Regions from separate parts of the Danio rerio genome. Here region 1 is linked to region 2. The links are chromatin contacts, called in public Hi-C maps. All regions are on one chromosome and are shown on one strand. The core of a region is the stretch at or near the end of the contact, and the rest is flanking DNA. Distances in the headings are between cores, read along the strand shown. Region 1 has its middle 34 kb from the start of notch3. Region 2 overlaps notch3 (notch receptor 3).

The links. A called contact is a pair of places that touch in the nucleus more often than the background predicts.
Region 1: a Hi-C map of embryo shows a contact between it and region 2, with 2.0 times the contacts expected there. The contact joins two enhancer-like sites. A contact is called at or near these places in 2 of 18 Hi-C or Micro-C datasets (caudal fin and embryo) and 1 of 4 datasets of contacts at active chromatin or transcription factors (caudal fin).

What each region holds. Positions count from the first base shown.
Region 1 is chr3:56,120,846-56,123,546 of GRCz12tu, reverse strand. No RefSeq gene overlaps it. Among named protein-coding and RNA genes, the nearest start is that of notch3, 34 kb to the right of the region's middle. Within about 2 kb of position 1,311, at least 5 of the 62 cell types and tissues checked have an H3K27ac peak or open chromatin away from gene starts, as enhancers often do.
Region 2 is chr3:56,052,755-56,055,566 of GRCz12tu, reverse strand. It overlaps notch3 (notch receptor 3), which reads left to right. Exons shown (of 33, transcript NM_131549.2): 33 at 1-446. The coding sequence ends at 171. Among named protein-coding and RNA genes, the nearest start is that of zmp:0000001048, 19 kb to the right of the region's middle. Within about 2 kb of position 1,501, at least 4 of the 62 cell types and tissues checked have an H3K27ac peak or open chromatin away from gene starts, as enhancers often do.

The DNA.
Region 1 (2,701 bases), core at 62-2,561, 68 kb before region 2:
ATCCCGACATGCGAAAGTGTTTATATGTTTTCATTGGAGTTGTTCACAATACTGATCCAACCACAGAGTTTGTAATGTAGTCAAATGTTTACAAATACAAGCCCAGCCGTTTAGAGGTCATTTCTGGTTAATGGTGTTAGAATTTACCGGTATTTTTGGAATGGATGTGTAAATGCTCTTTTCTGGAAAAAATTTCGTAACGTCCTCGCCTGTTCGAACAGTGCTTTTTTTAAAATTTACCAGTAAAGTCATTCTGGTAATTTTTCAGATATTTACTGGTATCAGTGTGTGAAAGGGGCTATTGAGAATAATGTACTCCAACCATGAGTCCCCTCAACATCCCCTACCACAATAAGTTTTTTTTTTTTTATTTGCTTTATTTAATTAAATTCTTTATTTATTTTTTTTATTTTATTTATTAATATATTTATTTATTTATTGCTCATTTGTTTCTGTCTTAAGTTAGTTTATAGTTCAAAACTAAACAAAAATAGCTTTGCTACTGAATACCTTGATCACGCTTTATTCCGATAGTCCGTTTGTTGAATTTAAGTTATATTGCATCTAAATGCCAACTAATTCTCATTAGAATATAAGTAGACTGTTGGGGCTAAGGTTGGAGTTAGGGATAGTGTAAGTTGACATGTAATTGTAAAGTTTCGTATTTGTCTGTTAAAGAAGCAGTATCAATAGATATTAAGCAGACAGTCTACTAAAACTTAAATGAACCATCAAAATAAAGTGTTACCATACCTTTAATGTAATAAACCTGGTTTTAAAAGCACAATAAAAATTGAGGAATTTACAACAAACATGCCAGATTAACACCAATAACTTAGAATAATACATCAATAATAAGAAAGTTGGAAACTTGTAACCGTTGATTTCCATAATACAGGTTTTCAGATTTCTCCAATACATTTTCTTAAGTGTTCAACAAAAGAAAGAAACTCATGAAGGTTTATAAAAACTTGAGAGTGAGTAAATAGTGAGTAAATTGTAATTTTTGGGTGATCTAGAAGTGCGTTAAATGCTTAAAACGGCAATTTTTGTCTGGTTCCCTTAAATAAAACAGTACAAAAAAATGTACATTTTGATCTCCACTGTATATGAATGCTGTATATGAGACATTTTGTAATTCTCAGGCCTCCTATATGTCTTGTGTACATCAGTTACAAAGGAAACTCTCCCACATCCCACATCTCAACTCTGCTCGCAATTCCCACGCTAAACTCACAGACCTGATGGGAACATTTAGATCAGGTCCCTGTAAAGTTCCCAACGGCTTGCGGTGTAGTGTGTACAGAAAGAGCACCCCGGGCACATGGGGAGAGGAAAAAAACAGAGCTCTCGTACTAGTGACCTTGCTGAGACTCATGTTATGTTGAAATTACAACATGGGAGGAAGTTCTCACACCAAAACAGTTTTCAACCATGCTTAACCAAGGCCACGTCGTGAGCTTATCTCTCCCACATTGATCCCAACCGTGGAGAGGAGCTTTCCCACACTAACACCCCCTCCAGAAAGGCAAATAAACACAGACCCTGACATCTGCTCCATGCGCTGCTTCTTTTTCAACCTCAGCCTGCTACTAATTTTCAGAGACCATGGCACAGTGGCAAAACTGCATCCCAACAAAATCTGAATGACAGAAAAAAAAAACTTTTGGAAGTCAAACACAGAAATCTGGTACATGGCGGTTTGGTCTTGACAACACAACGAGGAGGATTATCTCAGTTTGGGATTTTGAGTCATGGAAGAGTAGTCGCATTGTTGCAGCATGTTGTAGGTGCCAGGCGGTTGCTTAAATCTCGAAACTTGTACATGTCCACACAACCCATGTGTTTGTGTCATCAGATGTGTAAAGAAGCCCTTGACATAAGTGCTGCGCCTCTTGGAAAAGCTGTTAGCACTGTAAACAAGCCAGTGTATGAATAGGATAACTCAGCAGAGATGGAAGCTGAGGAGTCTCAGGTTAGAAGATAGTAGATAAGCTAAAACCAAGAGAACAATGTGAAGTTATGACTACTTTGAGCATCATTTAAAAGGAGTGTTTAATAGAGTGTCGAGTTTATACTGTAAATATTGCAAACACGAATGACCACTCTCACAAATTGACTTACTATGAGCACTTGTGGTGGAAAGAGTACTGAAAAATCATACTCAAGTAAAAGTACCACTACTTGCCCAAATGCAAGTACCAAAAAGTACCCAAGAGTAGAGAGCAGTGAATGTTTAATGTGAAAATTAGGTAACACTTTACATTACATAAATAATGGGAGAGGCGCTACTGCACATTTACTGATGTGTATGCAGGTTCAAGTTTTGCTCCTTAATTAATCAATAATAAATAATGAAAATTTTTTAGATTATTCTTATAACGTTTGACCTCAACTTATTTGAAAGCCTATATTGATAAAAATGCATGCTATTGTTTTCAATAATTTTGACTTGAAATGTGTGTGCCAGCAACTCATACCTATAAACCCACCCATTTTTGCAGTATTAATACCATATTTTACCATTCTATGTGCTCATCCATGTATAAATATTTGCCCTATTTCTACCACATTTGTAATCTTTCTATAAACAGTGAAAGTAGTGACTAGGTGGCGATAATTAATAATTAATGATATGGCTTAAAATCATTAGAAGCTTATTAAAAGTATTAGTGATATTAGTGTTGGAAAAGATATTAGT
Region 2 (2,812 bases), core at 252-2,751:
CATCCTTACCTGACCCCTTCTCCAGAGTCTCCAGAGCCCTGGTCCAGCCCTTCCCCTCACTGTGTGTCTGATTGGTCTGACTCCACACCCAGCCCAGCTGTCACAGCTCCTTCTCAAACCCAGATTTCACAAGTCCAGGAGTCTAACGGGAAGATGCAGGTGTTTGCTTGAGCGGCCCAACCTACCTTAAATGCTTGTGACTTTGAAAGTTTAGAGCTGACAATCGTCACTCTAGGGCTTGTGTTTTTAACTTGCCTGTCAGCCCATTTCCAAGATTTTGATTGGATTAGGATTGACTGTTTTGCGTCAAGAAGACCATCTGCCGGTATCCGCAGAAAGAAAGTTAAAGGGAAATTTGTGTTGTCTTAAAAAGAAAAGACAATTTAATGAAGTAAGACATTCTGTCACAGATGGACTTGTTTTTTAATTATTAAAAAAAAAAATATATGAAGAATGCCACGTCTTTCATTTCAAAGACTTGGGGACACTCCTGAAACTAACAAACTTTAAAAAAAAAATAGATTGAGTGAAAAGTGAAATGTTGAAGGAAATTCCTTTCGTTTTATTTATTGTCTTATGTTTTTCCAAACTGCCTTGTGGGTGTTTTCACCCTCTGTCTGTTTCTGTTGTTTTTAGTGGCCCCTATAACAAATGCCTTACTTCTCCCCAATATTTTACATGGGACTCGTGAGGTCTCCTCAGGTTCCATGTTACTACTGTTACAAGAGAAGCAGCTCATGTTCCGCCCCTGGTTTCATCAGCAGCAACCGATACAGTCGGAATGTGTACACCGGCCTTTTGAGTGACACACACACACCATGAGATTAGACGTTTTACAAATTTTAGTGATATTTATTTAGTCTAGCAGAAACACTTCATTGGCACATAAAATCAGAGCTATATAGAGACCAACACAAGTGAAATATTCTGATTTAAAATTATTTTATACGTTTTATAAAAGTATTTGTATGAATGTAGAGGGGCATCTGTGAAGCACTTCAAGGGAAAACAAGCTTGAGAGAGATGGTAAGAAAAAATCCTGAAATCCAAGTTCAGCATTTACAACAGCCATGCATAAGCGCCTCTCGAAAACAGGCCAGTGTTTAGAATGTTCTTCAGTGTTGCGTTGTATCAGTGGACATGATTTTACTGAACATAGTTTCTTCAGTGACCTCACCGACTTACAAAGGCCAGAGCTGGCCCACGCTCCTACCAGTTCGCTCTCAAAATCCCTGCCAGTCACTGCCTTATAGTCTTGCCTTTTGTAAATTTTAATTTTCTTTTATTCTTTTTTTATAAACACATTTTTGGAACCACAGCTACCTGTGGAACATTGATGTATTAAGCTGTGTTATTAGGCTGCTGCTCTGCGTCACTTCTTCAGTGACATTCAACTTCCTTTCCGCTAACATTCCTGATCGCAACCCATCCACCGGCCTCGTGGAGCTGCTGTGGAACAGATCCCATTGTGTTCCCGATCCCTCACAAGCACTTCATTTCAGTACTGAACAGCTGCAGTGGTTACTTGACCACTAGAAGTCTTCCTCTGGGGCTTTTACGAAGCCAAGGCATTGTGGGTGATTTATTTGAATGAAACTTGATCCCTCAGGTCCAGCATTTTCATGTGGTCTAATCATATTCTGGCTCCTTTTGGTTTGGATAGCGAGCATATGTGTTGTGTGTTGGGTACGTGGCTAACGGGGTTGCTAATGGTCTGCTAGTGCTCTGTCACTCCTCAGGGAGGTGTTATATAGCATGCAGTTTTGTCTGCATCTTTAGCAGTTCCCACCCCACCAGCCAAGACGATGACATCTGTCGTGTCTGATCAGAAGGCGTGAGATGGGAAACGCTACTATGTAGTGATGCCCTGGGCTTTCTGCAACATGTCCAAATGTTCATCCCCATGAACTTTCCCAACTGTAAAACCTGCATTTGATTGCACTGACAAATGTTTTTCAAATTTGTATCGCTATCGCCAAGAGGAACATGCCCATTTCACTTAACCATGATACACTAACATTGATTTCTGCCATACAATATTTTTCTAAAGAGAAAAAAAAAATAGTATTTGTGCCTGATATTTTTCAGACCTATGTGTTGAGTGTACAGTGCATGATTTTTTCAAACCCATGTGATGAGTGTACAGCAATGTTAAATCTTCATGTACGATATATCAATGCTTGTGGTTGTTTCGGAGCACATTCTGGACCTCTTTGTTATCCTTCAAGTACTACTAAGCTTAGCTAACCCAGCATAAGTCTTTCTGTCGTTCATAACCTTTCACCACTCATGGTACAGTTCTTAAGATATTTTTGAAATTCCAGTTCCTTTCTGTAAATACGTTTCACCTGGTTTAGGTCTACTTGTTTATGAGAAGTCTTATGTTTCTAAAATGATTATGTACTAAAAAGAGCAAAAAGTAAATAAATGTACTTTTTATTAGCGTTATTAAGGTGAGGATGTGACCGCGTGTCGGTCTTTCATAACTAGAACAGCCATAGATATTTTCTATCGTCATTATTAATTTCCTGTACTTGTTTAAAAGTAGTTTAAATCATTGTATATAAACAGCTTTTCACAGTTTCTTTCTACAGACAAAGTTGTAAAATATGTTACTTCTAATAAAGCAGTAGAAACTACATTTCACTGATGTCTTATTATTGGTCTTACCTGTTGTTTTTAGATTACAAAAAAGTTGAACATGGAGATGGATGTACAACAACTTCAATATTTGTATTTGATACTACTATAGATAGAAAAGGAACTAAAAGCTGCAGTGGTACTTTCAAAAGTTTACCCAGGTTATCATGAC